2 separate regions of the Mus musculus genome follow, and region 1 is linked to region 2. Evidence: chromatin contacts called from public Hi-C data. All regions are on one chromosome and are shown on one strand. Each heading gives the region's core, a stretch centred on a gene start, on an enhancer-like site or on the middle of the called end of the contact. The rest is flanking DNA. Distances are from core to core; before and after follow the strand shown.

Evidence for each region. Hi-C and Micro-C count contacts between places; a contact is called where the count stands out from the background.
Region 1: a contact with region 2 is called in a Hi-C map of pro-B cells, with 5 times the contacts expected there. The contact joins the promoter of Cyp2w1 here to the enhancer-like site in region 2. A contact is called at or near these places in 3 of 39 promoter capture datasets (the C10 cell line and stem cell-derived epiblast-like cells), 1 of 15 datasets of contacts at CTCF or cohesin (large pre-B cells), 9 of 484 Hi-C or Micro-C datasets (B cells, the Ba/F3 cell line, the G1E-ER4 cell line and 4 more), 3 of 115 datasets of contacts at active chromatin or transcription factors (bone marrow-derived dendritic cells, bone marrow-derived macrophages and embryonic stem cells) and 1 of 9 other capture datasets (liver).

The regions. Positions count from the first base shown.
Region 1 is chr5:139,351,170-139,353,968 of GRCm38.p6, forward strand. Cyp2w1 (cytochrome P450, family 2, subfamily w, polypeptide 1) reads left to right here and starts at 1,447. Exons shown (of 9, transcript NM_001160265.2): 1 at 1,447-1,660; 2 at 2,671-2,799. The coding sequence starts at 1,478.
Region 2 is chr5:139,173,436-139,176,627 of GRCm38.p6, forward strand. It overlaps Dnaaf5 (dynein, axonemal assembly factor 5), which reads left to right. Exons shown (of 13, transcript NM_001081265.2): 9 at 691-838. Among named protein-coding and RNA genes, the nearest start is that of Dnaaf5, 25 kb to the left of the region's middle. Within about 2 kb of position 1,751, at least 89 of the 459 cell types and tissues checked have an H3K27ac peak or open chromatin away from gene starts, as enhancers often do. A contact at or near this core is called in the N1E-115 cell line and pro-B cells, where this site is marked.

The sequences.
Region 1 (2,799 bases), core at 197-2,696, 180 kb after region 2:
ACAGTCTCCTGTCCCACCCTGCCTGGCTTTTCTACACCTACCTCCACATCCCATTCATTGTCCCTGATGGCCAGGCAAATCTCAGCTCACCAGCTACCGTGCAGACACCACAGCACACCATCTGCCTTGACTTCCTCCTTTCCAATACAAGCAAACGGAGCCACACCAATCCTCCCCTGGGATTGTGACATCAGAGTCCTGTTGGTCCCTCTGCCTCTGATTTCCATAGCCCTCGCTCCTGGCCAAGTCTGGCACATAGCAACTGCTCAATAAGGATTTCTTGCAGCGATTATGTAGATTTTCCTGTCTGGGTAGGGGCCCTAGCTTGGATATTCTGTAAGTGGCCTTGGTGGCAGTTGGTTGAAACATGACCCAGACATCCACAGTAGCGACAGGGAGCTGTCGCAGCCCAGGCTCACGCTGTTGCAGGGAAGAGAGGTGCTAGGGTGAATGCAGTCTAGGCTGGGCTTCTCTCCACAGACAAGACCTGGCTGTAAGGACTGCGGATGGCTTCTGCGCCTTCCTCAGCTCAGCATTTGTGCAGGGCGTGGATAACACCCCAGGGAATAGGCCCCGTGGTGAGGGGCCCTGCTTGGGGGGTAGGACTCCAGGTGCCTCATGTTGAGGCAGGCTGCGGGGAAGCAACCCAGCTACTTCTGGTGCCAAGAGCCACCCGCCCGCAGAGCCCTTTCTCACAGAGGCACCTCCTCCCCAGTGAGGCCTCCAGGGTTTAAGAGACAGGATTAGAGCCCAGACAGCTAGGGCTGTAAACCCAGCCACCTGCTGGGTCTGTTCACGGTCTCCTAAATGGGATGGCCCCTCAGTGTCTGGGTGGTTGTGCCCCTTACTCCAGGCTGCTGGGGTGAGAGCTCCCTCAGCTTCAGCAGACACTCACTGCTTCTGAAGGCTATGAGCTTTGAGGTCCTTGTGGTGAGAGAGGTCCTTGATGGCTGCACAGGGCATTCAGTGTACCTGCTGGGCACTAGGGTCCTGAGGACACAGGGGACCCTCATCCTTTCTTTCAGGATGAGGGTCTAGTCTCAGAGTCCCGTAAGTTCTACTTTGACGGGAGGCCACGGAGAACTATTGGTTCCCAAAGTGGGGGACAGAATAGACATGGCTCTGACTGTGACACTGGAACCTGAGGAGACATGGAGGGATGGATGTAGGTATCTTGGAAGCCTGACCTCGCCTGGCCCAGGCTTGGATAACCTGTGACCAAAACGTCTTGGCTCTGTACTGCCGACAGAGGTCCTTTCAGCCCCCAACCCAGGCCCCCTGCCACAGAGGAGACCCCACATTCCACATAACCTGTAGCTTTAAGCCTCCTGTTGGGCTGTCTCCTGCAAACTGCTCATTCCACATTCTCGGGGTGGTGGGGTGGGTGGGGTGCCGGCACGCCCTGGGGAGGATGGCTATAAGGCAGAGGGCTCACTGGGCCCCTGGAGAGCTGAGGATTTGCCATCCAGCTGTTCACATGGCTCTGCTGCTCCTGGGTGTCTGGGGGATCTTGCTACTTCTGGGGCTGTGGGGACTGCTCCAGGGCTGCACCCGGAGCCCCTCCCTGGCTCCTCGGTGGCCCCCTGGGCCTCGCCCTCTGCCGTTCCTGGGGAACCTGCATTTGCTGGGTGTGACCCAACAAGACCGGGCACTGATGGAGGTAGGGTGGGCGACCCTATTTCATCTCACAGCTCACATGGTGTCTGTGTCCCAGCACTGACAAGGGAAGCCAGGGGGGATTCAGGATGCCAGAGGCTTGTCCCAGAGAGCAGATGTTGGAAGCAAGAGTGGCCTAGGCTAGGGAGATAGCTCATTGTAGTGTGTTTGCTTAGCATTCACAAGAGCCTGGTTCTATCCCAGAATTGCAAATAAAAGATAGATAGATAGATAGATAGATAGATAGATAGATAGATAGATAGATAGATAGATAGATACGTAGGTAGGTAGGTAGGTAGGTAGGTAGATAGATAGATAGATAGATAGATAGATAGATAGATAGATGGGACAGGACAGCAGCCAAGGGTCAGGGCTCAGGATTGGTGAGCAGGGTGGGCTCTGGAACAATGAGGAAGAGACTGGCAGGTGTGTCTAGAAGTGTTGGAAATGTGGCAGGGCAGCAGTGCCCTTGTCTGGGTAGGGTATTAGCTAGGTACGGCTTCTCCCTAGAACTCAGACATGAAGGTAAGCTGGCTGCACCGCCACTGGCCAGGGTTAACTGGCTCAGTAGGGTGGAGGTCCTTGAATTTTGTCTGGGGACTCTTGTTTGCAGAGAAGTCCACACAACTGCAGAGCTAGCTTGAAGTGGCTCTGCCACACCTTTCCTAGGGTGGGTCAGGCTAGACTCCGACGTGGCTGCCGGCACTAGGTTCAGAGGCTCAGGCCCTACCTCGGGGCCCAGTCTGAGGAGCAGAGATCAGGCAGATCCAGCCATGGCTCTGGGTGAGACCCACAAATTCCACTCTAGCTTTCTCATTTTTTTTCAACGGTTTCTCTTTGAAGTGGGGTGATGGAAGTTTGAACATTTGAACAGCGCCCCCTCCTGGGGAGACTGGAGGGGCTCTTGGGGTTCTCTCCAGCTCTTAAGCTTCCAGCCTACATACAGTACGGCTGTATGTAACTCTTAGAGGGTGGGTGGAGGCTGCCTGTCTGACACCTGTCTGTCCCCACCAGCTCTCAGAACGCTACGGGCCCATGTTCACAATCCATCTGGGATCTCAGAAGACCGTGGTGCTGTCGGGCTATGAGGTGGTGAGGGAGGCCTTGGTTGGAACCGGGCATGAGCTAGCCGACCGGCCCCCA
Region 2 (3,192 bases), core at 501-3,000:
AGGACATCAGAGTGAGCCACCATGTGGGTGCTGGGAATTGAACTCAGGACCTCTGGAAGAGCAGCCAGTGTAATCTCTGAGTTCTCTCTCTAGCTTCCTGAAGTAAAAAAAATTAATAATAATAATTTAAGGAAGAATTTAGGCCGGGCGTGGTGGCGCACGCCTTTAATCCCAGCAATTTGGAGGCAGAGGCAGGCGGATTTCTGAGTTCAAGGCCAGCCTGGCCTACAAAGTGAGTTCCAGGACAGCCAGGACTATACAGAGAAACCCTGTCTCGAAAAAACCAAAAAAAAAAAAAAAAAAAAAAAAAGAAAGAAAGAAAGAAAGAATTTAGGGGGCTGGAGAGATGGCTCAGCGGTTAAGAGCACTGACTGCTCTTCTGAAGGTCCTGAGTTCAATTCCCAGCAACCACATGGTGGCTCACAACCATCTGTAATGGGGTCTGACACCTTCTGGGGTATCTTTCAAAAAAAAATAATTTAGAATAATTTAGAAGTTGTAAAGAGAAGCTGGATTTGTGTCTTGGTCACATAGGGAGGGCGATGCTGGAGTTTGTTAGTGTCCTCAGCAGTTGGGAGAGCAGCATGTCAGGAAGGCGAGCCATGGCCTGTGGCTTGCAGGGCTCCTACCCCAGCAGTGAGGCCTGGGAAGCCATCGGTGGCCTGCTGCAGCCCCTGTTCTCTTTCCTAGGCCCGGCTGTGGGAGAAGCGCTGCAGCATGTGATCCCCACCCTCAGGGCCTGTCTCCAGCCCTCCACAGACCCACACATGCGCCTGAAGCTCTTCTCTATCCTGTCCATGATGCTGCTGAGGCCTAAGGACACTGTCGATTCTCAGGGGTAGGTCGACCCTCAGGTCTGTGTACAGCCCACGTATGTGTTGGATGGGTCTTCCCACGACCCCCTGGGCAGGGCCCCCAAGGTCTAAAGTCCGGGCTTCTTGGTGGTCTGTATCTCTAGAATCCACCCCACTAGGTAAACAGTGATCTTGGTGAGTATACCACAGAGACACAGACAGTAAATCAAAGTCACTTTAGAGGAGTCATTAAAATTCCATCGAGTGAGAAAGTTTTAGGGCGCATTAACTATTAATGGCTTCTGTTTCGGCTGTTCTGTTTTAAAAGGCTTTTGGCACCTTTCAGACCTAACAGACCTGACTAAATTAGCATTGATGGTGAAGGCTTAAGGGTAGTCTGTTATCTCAGAAAAGCTCAGGGGCAGCTCTGCAACCTAAGAGCCTCAGATTTTATGGCTTTGAAGTAAAGGGAAAGTGGAACAAAGAGCTTAGGAAAGAACAGGCTCTCAGGGGAGGAGGGAAGCAAGCCAAGACACACACACACACACACACACACACACACAGCAGCTCATCCTGGAGAGGAGGGTAGAGCGAGGACACACACACACACACACACACACAGCAGCTCATCCTGGAGAGGAGGGTAGAGCGAGGAGACACGCACACACACACACACACACACACACACACACACACACACACCCCTCCCTCTCCTTGGTTCATTGAACAGACTAAGATTCAAATCACTCTGGGACCTTCCAATCCTGACCCTTGGCATCCTGGGTCTTGCAGATGGAGACCTGAGAACTTAAGCCCTGTGCGAGCTCCTGGGATGCCACCTCCCCCCACCTCACCCCATCCCCCACCCCCAAAATCAAAAAACCTGTCACTGTGAAGTGTGGTAAGCAAACTATAAAGTTCCCTATGAGTTTCTCATTCTAACCTTTCTCCTTCGAGTGCACTCTTAATGTGGGGCTGACTGCCAGCCTCTCACACGCTGCAGGAAATTCTGTTTCCTGCGATCTAAAAAACCTCAGGGCTGAAAAGGGACCATAAAAAGGTATTAATGAGCGTCTTGGCAACAGGCCTTCGGGCAGGCGTGTACACAGGAGTGGAGTGAGAGAATGGCTGAGCTGCCACCAGACTGTAGCCTTTTCTACACACCCAGTATGCTGAGGAACACTGCCACCCCTGACCCACAAACACAGCTGCCAGGTTTGGGCCAGGTTCCCAGTGACACACTTCAGACCTCTCCAGGGATCAGGTCAGTCTAGAGAATCCAATTATGCAGATGACTTACTGAGTGAGAGATTGCTACTGTTTGGGTAGGGACAGTTTGAAAATAGCATTGTCTTAGTGTTCTATTGCCATGACGGAACACCATAATCAAAAGAGATTTAAGGAGTTTATTTCACTTGTACACGGTCCACTGAGAGAAGTCAGGACAGAAAGCTGGAGCTAATGTAGATGCCACTGAAGAGGGCTGCCTACTAACTACTTATTGGCTTGCTCTGCCTGCTGTTTTATAGCACAGGAGCCCTGTGGTAGCACCACCCACAATGGGCAGGTTCCTCCCATCTCAACCACTAATTAAGAAAATGCCCTGCAGGCTTGCCTACAGCTAGATCTTAGAGAGGCAGTTTTTCAGTCGTGGTCCCCTTAGAATTAGTCTCTCAGCTGAGTCTAGTTTGTGTCAAGTTAACATAAAACTAGTCAGTACAAAATATTATTTGGTTTTGATTTATAATCACAGAATGGTAGAATGAAAGGTTGGTTGTCCAGTCAAGACTCAGTCTAAGGATGTCATCTCTGGCAGGGAGTCAGGATTCTTAGAGAAGGCTCTCTCAGCAAGCCAGAGTGGTAGCACCACCACATCCACCTACCACACAACCGGAGACTCCCACTCCCCACCCCTTCCTTGCACTCTTGCCTGAGCTATGGAGATGCCTGTGAGAGAGTTGGAGGGGACTACAGAAAGCTCTACCGAAGCCACTGCCTTTGCAGGGGGCCTTTGCTTCAGTGCTTGTGGTAGCCTTGAAGTAAAATTTGGTGTAAATTCTGGACTGGAGCCCAGTGAGTAAAGGCATTTGCTTCCAGACCTGACTACCTGAGTTCAGGCCTCAGGGCCCACATGGTAGAAGGAAACCAACTCCTGCAAGTTGTCCTCTGACTTCCGTGTGTGCACTGTGGACGTGTAGTACACGAGTGCAATAGATAAATGAAATGTAATGCAAAGTTAAGAAACAAGATCGGGGCCTACGGCCTAGGAATGTGGCTTAGCTGGTAGAGTGTTTCTCTAGCTCACAGGAAGCCTTGTATTCCTTCTCCAACACTGCATAAACTCAGAGTGGTGGTGTACGCCTGCAATCCCAGCACTCAGAGTGGTGGTGTACGCCTG